2 separate regions of the Mus musculus genome follow, and region 2 is linked to region 1. A link is a contact called in public HiChIP or PLAC-seq data. All regions are on one chromosome and are shown on one strand. The core of a region is the stretch at or near the end of the contact, and the rest is flanking DNA. Distances in the headings are between cores, read along the strand shown.

Region 1 (4,984 bases), core at 1,971-4,470:
CTGGTCTACAGAGTGAGTTCCAGAGAGAAATCCTGTCTCAAAAAACAAACAAACAAATAACAAAAAAAAAAAAAAAAAAGAATGAATTCATTTGAATTTTGAAATGGCATATACTGCCAAGCCTCATGACCATAAGTTTGATCCTTGCATTCCACGTGATAGGAGTAGTCGACTTTCAGAATCGTCCTCTGATTTTTTCATATGCACCACAAATATATTTTAAAATTATTTAAACTAATTTTACTAGCCAGATGTGGTGCATCACACCTTTAATTTTAACATCCAGGATGCAGAGGGAGGAGGATTTCTGTGAGTTTGAGGCTACCTGGTCTACTTGGAGAGCCTTGAAACAGCCAGGGCTTTGTAGAGCTAACCTGTTTCCAATTGAACAACAATAGCACCAATAGTAGCAGTAGTGGTTGTTATTCTGTATTTTTACCTTGATTCTATTCCTTTATTCTATATAAATTTTGCTGCTGTTAATACCAGTTTTGACTGCTTTAGCTTTGCAATACGGTTTTCAATGAAAAAAAAATTAATCTTCTGACTTCAGAATACTTGGGTTCTGTTTACTAAATTTCAGGATGGGCTTTTTCTATTTTTGCTAAATCACTTTGCTCATCTTTGACAGTAGTAATGTCTTAATAGTTTAATCTTCTAATCCATGAACTTAGAATGTTTTCCCATTTATGTCTTATTTTAGTAGGTTTTTTGTTTTGTTTTTTGGTTGTTTTGTTATTTACCACTGTCAGTGGACAAGTCTTGTTCCCTTGAATTTACTTCTCTGGGGTTCCATTGTGCATGAGCTTGCAATTTTTTCATTGTTCTCATTTAGAAATGGAGCTATTTTTCTAAGCTTGCCAAAATGTTTTAAGTAAAACAAGGTTTTTTGTTTTGAAGTGTACTCTCTAAATACTTCACTTTTAATTAAAAATTGTACCATTTTTTACAATATTTTTTTGTTGTTTAAAAACCATCTTATCATTGGTAGGATTTCTCTTCCAATCTCACATTTTGGATTTTTTGTTTTTTGTTTTTAATTTATGTGTGTGTTACATACATGTATGGTACGTGCATCATGGGGTGATCAGTGCCAGCAGAAATCGGAAAAGGTGTCAGACCCCCTGGAACTGCTAACCCAGGTCCACTGAGCCATCTCTGCAGTTCTCATTTTTATATTGTGAACATTTTTAAACATACAACAGCAGCAGACAGTGCAGGGAACATAACTTGTTGTTTCAGTCTCATGTAACAATTAGAGACCTCCTAAGATCCTTCATAAGAATTCGGATCCTATAGTGATAGTGCTATCACAGGTAAAATAAAAGAACTAAAAATGAAACAGTATTCTTTTACTCTAGGTGAGACTGGAGATGAGAAAACTTTAAAAAAAAAAAAAAAAAGGATGCTTCTAAATAGAACCTCTCTCCCTCTTTCAAAGAGTCCCTTACTCTAATTAGCCTCTCGGGTGTTTCCCCAAGATGCAAAGGTGAATTTTAAGTATAAATAGAATAGAAAATTTGCCAGTATTAGAAGTAGGGGAGAGCACTCAATTTTTTTCATTTTTCAGTGTGACATATGAGGCCCATCCCGTGGTGAGCTGCCCCTGTCCTGTTGTCAGTAATCCTTGATACAGGAGCAGGAATGGAGATCAGTGATAAAGCCCTTGCTTATTACATAACAAGGCCCTACCTAGCTGGAGTCTATCCTAAGACCACAAACACAAACAGGACTTCAGTTTACTTAAAAAATGCTTCCCATCCAGGGTTAGTGAACTTTATGGTGTTATTTAGCTTGTACTCCATCCAATTTTTTTATACTTTATTTTTTTGGTTTACTGTGTACTGCATGCTAAGGCCAGAAGTTTGAATAAGTTAAACATTTTTCTTTTGATAAGAAAATTTCCTTGATAATAATTGCACTTTGTCTCCTTGCTATGGAAAAAAAACACTTGTGATTGTCTCTGGGTGAGCTCACGGTCATGGACATGCTGGCTAAGAGTTTGTTTCCCTGCAACCCTACAACCTTTTTAGGATGCATGTACACCCTTCTAATTGAACCTTCTCCTTCTAACAGCTGTTTCCATTCAGCTCCCTCTCCAGAGAACTCCTCTCACCCCTCAAGCCTCACTTCCATCACCTACCCTGGGATAAAAAAGAAAAAATCCCTGAAACCGTCTCTCACACGTAGCCAGAGCAGCCTCAGCACCTCTCACCCACAGGACCTTGCTGTCCAGATGGCACACTGATTTGACATGAGGCCATTAGGTATTCATGCTTATCTTGGCACTTACCTTTTCACACCAGTGTGACCAGTATTTCCAGATGGCTCCTTTTCCAAGTTGACTTTGGGGCAGGTGAATCACTTTCAGCAGTGTTCCCTGGTTCTTAAACAACAATGAACTAGCTTGCTCCTGGAGCTTAAAGACCCTCTGTCTAAGAAACTGAAAGGGAAGGACCCCTCTGTGTAGGGTCTCTTGTGCTTTAAACTTCTTTATAGCCTGGTTCCTCACACCTTCTTCCACAGGCAGATACTACCTGCTGACGGACGACCCACATGACAGTCTTTAGCCAGCCAGCTTTGATTGAAAGTAATCAAGATAAATTAAAAAACAAAACAAAACAAACAAACAAAAAAAACTGTTCAAATGGGGCTTTACCTGACACTGAGTTCTTTTTTTTTTTAAAGCAAAAATATGGAAAATGTTTTTACACGAGCAAAATCTATCCTCTATAAAGTGAATCAAATACCAAGTTTTAAGTAATTGTGTGTGGACATCATCACTTGCATTTTTAATTTTTGCAATAAGATTTATAACGCAAATTAACAGCCAGGTATTGTAGTTCCCGTCTTTAATCCCAGCACATGGCGGGGTAGATATCTTATGATTTTGAGGCCATGAGGCCAGCCTGGTCTACATAAAGACTCTCTCCTTCTTTGTTTGTTTCTTTCTTTTTAAATTTATTTATTTTATATCTTTGAGTACACTGTAGCTGACTTCAGACACACCAGAAAGGGCAGCAGATCGCATTACAGATGTTTGTGAAGCCATCATGTGGTTGCTGGGAATTGAACTCAGGACCTCTAGAAGAGCAGTCAGTGCTCTTAACCACTGAGCCATCAATCCAGCCCCAAGACCCTTTTGTCTATCAGTAGCTCAGACTCATTGTCTTGTGACTGCCTCCTATGTTTGCATTCCTACTGTGAGAGGTTGGGTTATCCTCAAGTAGTCCACATTATGTATGCATCCAAGAATGGTGAGCACCTATCTGTGTTCAGGGCTTTGTGTAGGCATGATGGCCTGGTTGCCGGGCTGATAATTCACAGGTGATCAGTGTAATCATTAATGTCTCTCTGTTAATGCATGTTACCTGCTCGCCCTGACTTTTATTCAAAAGTGATAGTACAGAGAAGAGGGTTCAATTTAATACCCCTAACAGGATAATAATCATTTTCTCGTTTATTTGATCCATCCAGAAGTCATTTATCTTGGTTCGTTTCAATTGGAAACTTATTAGCCAGTTGACTAGATTCAATTCTAAAGAGGTAGGGTTTAAGAAAAGTAAAGAATGTTGAAAAATATGCAATATCTATGGGATATGGTGAATTGTTCTTTTGGATAAAGCCTTTCTTCAGTCTCTTGACTCTGATCTAACCATATCCACTAGGATATTTAGCTGAACAGAGTAGTCAGATAAAAGAGGTAATCTAAACCCCTCAAAACATTGTGACCCTTTTTGTAAGATAGAGATTTTTGTGTGTGACTATACAGGAAGAGGCAGCCCTATAGTACAAGTAGTTTCTCCCTGATAGAGGGGTTCAGAAGGTGTAGGGGACTGGGGTTGAAAATGGAGAATGTTCCAAACAGAACCTTATGTCCTCCCACTTCTGGCAAAACTTACTCAACAAAGTTTTCAAGAATATATTATTTAACTTTTTGAAATCTGGTAGGTGAAATTATCCCCATTTGGGAGACACCAAGAGCTGGGCTATGCTAAAAACCTTCCTATTTCTGTTTTTATCAGTTTTCTATCTCTGTTACTGGACCCTTGAGTTTATAGGACCTTAGACTGTCTTCTGTCCCTCACATGATTTCTTCTTCCTGCAGACTGTAATAAGGTAACTGACCTGTGCCTGTCCTTCTTCAAACGCTGTGGAAATATCTGTCATATTGACCTGAGGTACTGCAAGCAAGTCACCAAGGAAGGCTGTGAGCAATTCATAGCTGAAATGTCTGTGAGTGTCCAATTTGGGCAAGTGGAAGAGAAACTCCTGCAAAAACTAAGTTAGTTCCAGGACAAGTATGTAAATATGGAGGGTTGGGGGGAATACAACCAGGAAGGGTGAAAGACTGCAAAATCAAGTGGGCCTATTATTTCCCTTTGGAATTTGAAACAAGAGACTACAGGACACAGTTCTGTTTTGCAAATCTTGCCAAGGGGGAAGCCATTCAACCACCCATTTTGGGATGAGTGAGCCAGATGTTTTCCTTTGCTCTTTCTGCATCGTAACTGCACTGCTTTCTGGACCATTTCTAAGGCGGCCTTTAGAAGACATTCCAATTGGAAAGGAAGATGAGCTTTGGAGAAATCCTCTTAGAAGCCTAAGCTTGGTGTTTTTATCAGTAGTTTTTGTTTGGGGCACTTGTTCCTTGCAATGCTGAGGCTTCTGGCGTCAACATGGAGTGGACCACACACACACCATCTGCAGCCGTCGTTGATACATTTTGTTTAGTTGGTTTTGTTACATCTTACATTATGCAGAACTATTTTTGTATAAATTGTTTAAAAATTATTTATGGGAGATTTGAATGCATACCAGTGTTTTTATTATTTAGATTGCCAACTGTCCTTCAGGTAGGAGAGTTAACCTGTACTATGTCAGCATAAAAAGCCCATCTCCAGATGTGCCCAGGTGTGACAGGGGGCTATGACCTTCCACTTAAAAAGCATGTTTAACTGGATGCTGAGAGCCTACTGTGTAT
Region 2 (4,943 bases), core at 1,086-3,585, 190 kb before region 1:
TTGACAACAGGGCAAACACCATCACCAGTACATTTCCCACACACCTTCCTGTGAACAGCCGCTAGCTGTTTACAATACATTCCACGCACGCGCTCCTTTGCTTAATCCCTGTAGCTGGCCCGCCAGGTCGGAGTGATATCTGTGTATTTTTAGCACGATGAAAGTAACTGGCAAAGCATAGCAGCTGTCCAGTGGCTGCTCAGGTCAGCTGCACTGCAATGTTGTGGCATGTACACAAGTTTATTTTCTTTTTCTCTCCTTCTCCCTGGCCCCCCCCCTCCCCCCCCCGCCTCCGGGTTGTAGATCATTTCTCTTTAACACACTTTTGCTAGCAACCTGAAATACAATCTTCCTGCACGGGAAATTCTATTTCTCTTGCTTGTTTTTGAGACAGGCTCTTGTAGATGCCAGTGGAGACCAGAAGAGGGCACTAGATCCCTTGAAACAGGAGTTACAGGTAGCTGTAAATGGCCGGAGGTGGATGCTAGGACCTAAACCCAGGACCTCTGCAAGACAGTCCTATACCTGCTGAGCCATCTCTCCAGCCTTTCATTTAGTTATCTTATATTAAGATCTGAATCTTTGTGTCCCCCCAACATTTTACAACCCTAGATCCTTCAAGGTTGTAGTAGTATAATGTAGGCAGCCTTTGGGAGATTAAAAAACAATATCTACTTCATAATTTGTCAGGGTCCAGGGCAAAATATAAGTGAGCAAGTCCATGAAACCAGTCTGTCCCACGTATTCTACTACAAAGTGGATTTTTTGGATACATTTAAGAGCTTCCTTTTCAATTATTTTTCTGTGCTATTCTTGAAGTTTATTCTCTTGGCCTAACACTCTTATAAACCCCTCTTCCTCAAGGCATATATAACTGAGGGAGACGGGACCTGAGCAACTTCTTCAGGGAGTCCAAGAATCCCTACCCTTCCAGCGTTTTAGAACAGTGATTAGGAGTCATACCTCTCATCAGCCTCAAGAGATTCTGGCCCAAGAATGTACCATTTCAAGACTTTCTTGGGGAGTTGGGGTGGAGAGGAGGCTCAGCGGGTAAGAGGAGATCCGCCACCAGGCCCAAGGCTCTGAGTTCAAACACTGAGACTTGCATGTTGGAAAGAGAGAGCTCTGTAGACTTGTGTACTGAATGTCACGCTCATACCACTACATGGGTGCAACTTACACATGCACACAGACACGGATGAATAAATCGTAAACCCGTAAATAATCTTCCTTAGAGAGTTTTACTAACTTCTCCCTTTTGAAGTAGGCGATTTTGGTCTAACAGTCGCTTCCTGCCTCATTCCCTACCACCCCTCAATGTTCAGGAACACACATGGTCTCTCACCCTCCACTTTGGTCCTAATCTCCTCTTCTGGCATCTAGACTTCCTCTCCCCAAGTCCAGCACGACTGTATTGACTGGACAGTCTCTGAAGTGCACAGACGTCACCCAGCAGATGTCAAGGTGCTCCCACAGCTACCTCCAAGACTGCCTCTACATCTGAACCACGTGACCTTCCCACAAGAACCCTTTAAGAACTGGGGCTGAACTACAGGCTTCTTGGTGTCCCCAGCCATCAGAACAGTCTTCATATATTGAACACTATCCGCTTTCCATACTTGTTTATGGAAACAAATGAACCAACCACCTTCAGGACACAAAAGCCACACATAATTCTATGCAGACTTCTTTGCTAGCCTTTATGCAATAAATCTGCCTAACAGACAAGAACCACTTACTAATAATTCTTGGTAATCTCTCCGAACACTCGGAGGCATCCGAAGTGAGTTCTGCTTTGAGCCCTGGCCTCTCAGCTCCCTGTGTAGCTGAGGATCTTGAACTCCCGAGTGATTCTCCTCCCTCTGAGCCCGAGCTACCGTGCATGATTCCTAAAATGCTTCGTGATGTTTCAAGCATTCTTAAAAAAAAAGGCTAAGAAATGATTAGGGATAAATCCAAAACTAAACTTTTCCGCCTGAGAATCCTGGCGTTCGGGAAGCTGAAGGAAGAAGATTGGGGTTCGAGGCCTGCCTGGACTGATACATTGTACTAGTCCCAGAAACACAAAATTGAAAGAAAAAACAGTTCCTTCACGTAGACATGGGTAATTATGTAAGAATCTTTAAATTAGAAAAATAATTTCTGTGTCCACAGTCCAGTCTTCACGTGACTAGGAAGGGCGGCACTGGAGGAGTCACGAACCCTAGCCGCACACTCAGGCTCGCCCTCCGTCGGTTCCGCGTGGAAGCGCGATTCCCACCCCCATCTCCCACTCACTTCCGCGAAGAGTACCCAGAGCGCAGGCGCAACCTCGGGCCCGCCTTTCAGAGACCTCCCAGACGCGTGTTGGTGATTGCGCATGTGCAGAGGGGCTAGGACGGGTAATTCCGCGGGAGCAGGTAGGTCTCGAGAACTCCCGCGACTGGCTCCTCCCACCTAAAAAAAAATTAAGCCGGCGGGGCTCCTTCGCCGTGCGCACGCGCACTGCGTGCAGGAAGATCGCGTGTGTGAAGCGAGCCTAACGCATGCGCATTTAAAGCCCCCCGAAATTCATGACGTCAGCCACACCATCCTGTTTGTAGCCCCGTTCCCCACAATCCCGCTTTTAAAGAGCTAGAATCTAGTTCTGATTGTGGTTTTGACTTATAATTTTATTTTATTGTTATTTAAAAATTCACTATGATTCTTGGTAGAAATGTAAGTTCGCATAGTGTGGTTGGCTAAATACAACAAAATGTTTTGTTTAATATTTTTGTGTATGACTGTTTTGGGGGTGTGTTCCTTGTGCCAGGGGAATCCAGAAGAGGGAGTCAGAGCACCTGGAACTGGAGTAACAGACGGTTGTTGCCTGCCATGTGGGTGCTGGGAACAGAACCCAGGTTGTCTGGAAGAGCAGCCAATGCTCTAACCACTGAGCTGTAGATATAAGGGTCGATTCTTCCTCCCGGTCCCGTGTTCCCAGAAATAAGACTCAGACTCAAAACAGATTTCCAAATACCTTGGCCATAGAGCTAGGCTCTTCTCTGACTAGAATCATAACTTATGATAACCCACTAATTTTAATCTATATTCTGCCCCATGGCTGGTTACCTGTGCTCAGGTTCCATGCATCCTCCCAGGTGGACCTCGTGCCTGGCTCTATCCCAGAATTCTTTCTCTCTCCCAGATGTCCTACCTCCTATTTCCTGCCTAAGCCATAAGCCATCAGATTTAACTATTGACAGGTGCCACAACCATACAGTAACAGCTCTCTCCACTGAGCGGTCTCCTCAGCTTTTGGGTGGTGGTTGTTGTCGTTGTTGTTGCTTGCTTGCTTGCTTTCTTTCTTTCTTTCTTTCTTTCTTTCTTTCTTTCTTTTTTCTTTTTTCTTTTTTTTTTTGTCTTTTGAGGTAGGGTTTCCCCTGAAGGCCAGGGTGTCCTTGAATTTATACTTCTGCCTTGTTTTCCCAAGTGCTAAACTTACCACCATGCTTGGTGTAAAATGCTTTTTTAAATTGAGTACTTAGGGGGCTGGAGAGATGGCCCAGTGGTTAAGAGCACTGACTGCTCTTCCAGAGGTCCTGAGTTCAAATCCCAGCAACCACAAGGTGGCTCACAACCATCTGTAATGGGATCCAATGCCCTCTTCTGGGATATGTCTGAAGCCAGCTGTAGTGTACTCATCTAAATAAAAATAAATACATCTTTAAAATTAAGTAATACTTAAAATTAAGTATTTAGGGCTGGAAAGATGGCCCAGTGGTTAATAGTACTAGCTGCTCTTCCCAGAAACCTTCAGTCTGACTCCCAGTACTCACACATGGTAAAATCACAAGGATCAGTACTCCTGCAAATCTGATGCCCTCTCCTTGCCTCCAGTAGCACCACGCATGCATAGGTGCATAGACATGCCACCCATACACAATAATAGTAATAACTATTATTATTATCATTAATGTATTTATTAATACACAATAATAGTAATAACTATTATTATTATCATTAATGTATTTATTAAAGTCCTATTGAGTATACTAGGTCAGGATTAACATCTCCTGTGTGCTTTAATACATTTTTCTTTATTCAAGTCTGTACTGGGCTGACAAAATGGCTCAGCAGGTAAAGGTGAATGCCTTCATGATGAGGCCGATCCCTGTAACCCACAGAAAAGGAGAGAAGAGACTCTCACAAACTGTCCTCTGACCTCCATGTGTATATGAGTGTGTGCACACAGTAAAATAAAAATTTTAAAACATGTAGCAGCTGGGTATGGTGCTACATGCCTTAAATCCCAGTACTCAGGAGAGAGAAGCAGGTAGAGTTCTGTGGGTTAGAGGCCAGCCTGATCTACGTAGTGAGTTTCAGGGCAGCCAGAACTACATAGAAGACCCTGTCTCGAAAAAAAGAAAGAAAGAAAGAGAGAGAGAGAGAGAGAGAGAGAGAGAGAGAGAGAGAGAGAAAGAAAGAAAGGTATAACACTTATATTCATAATTGTGGTTTAAAACTCAATTTTAAAATATGTGTATTTTTGGGCTGGTGAGATGGCTCAGTGGGTAAGAGCACCCGACTGCTCTTCCGAAGGTCAGGAGTTCAAATCCCAGCAACCACATGGTGGCTCACAACCATCCATAACGAGATCTGAAGCCCTCTTCTGGAGTGTCTGAAGACAGCTACAGTGTACTTACATATAATAAATAAATAAATCTTTAAAAAAAAAAATATGTGTATTTTTTGCTGGGTGGTGGTGGCGCACGCCTTTAATCCCAGCACTTGGGAGGCAGAGGCAGGCAGATTTCTGAGTTCGAGGCCAGCCTGGTCTACAAAGTGAGTTCCAGGGCAGCCAGGGCTATACAGAGAAACCCTGTCTCAAAAAAAATTTTTTAATAAATAAATACAAATAAATAAATAAATAAATATGTGTATTTTTAATATTTTTTCTACACTGGACTGTACTTTCCTTGAAT

The links. HiChIP or PLAC-seq counts read pairs in DNA pulled down with a chosen protein or histone mark.
Region 2: a contact with region 1 is called in an RNA polymerase II HiChIP or PLAC-seq map of embryonic stem cells, with 13 read pairs. The contact joins two enhancer-like sites. A contact is called at or near these places in 2 of 39 promoter capture datasets (hippocampal neurons and stem cell-derived epiblast-like cells), 1 of 15 datasets of contacts at CTCF or cohesin (embryonic stem cells), 6 of 484 Hi-C or Micro-C datasets (the N1E-115 cell line, embryonic stem cells and forebrain), 5 of 115 datasets of contacts at active chromatin or transcription factors (the 230-238 cell line, embryonic stem cells and large pre-B cells) and 5 of 9 other capture datasets (adipose tissue, embryonic stem cells, liver and 2 more).

The regions. Positions count from the first base shown.
Region 1 is chr5:122,871,022-122,876,005 of GRCm38.p6, reverse strand. It overlaps Kdm2b (lysine (K)-specific demethylase 2B), which reads left to right. Exons shown (of 23, transcript NM_001003953.2): 23 at 4,109-4,984. The coding sequence ends at 4,290. Among named protein-coding and RNA genes, the nearest start is that of Rnf34, 23 kb to the right of the region's middle. Within about 2 kb of position 3,220, at least 15 of the 459 cell types and tissues checked have an H3K27ac peak or open chromatin away from gene starts, as enhancers often do. A contact at or near this core is called in embryonic stem cells and pancreatic islet, where this site is marked.
Region 2 is chr5:123,055,468-123,060,410 of GRCm38.p6, reverse strand. No RefSeq gene overlaps it. Among named protein-coding and RNA genes, the nearest start is that of Morn3, 11 kb to the right of the region's middle. Within about 2 kb of position 2,335, at least 361 of the 459 cell types and tissues checked have an H3K27ac peak or open chromatin away from gene starts, as enhancers often do. A contact at or near this core is called in embryonic stem cells and pancreatic islet, where this site is marked.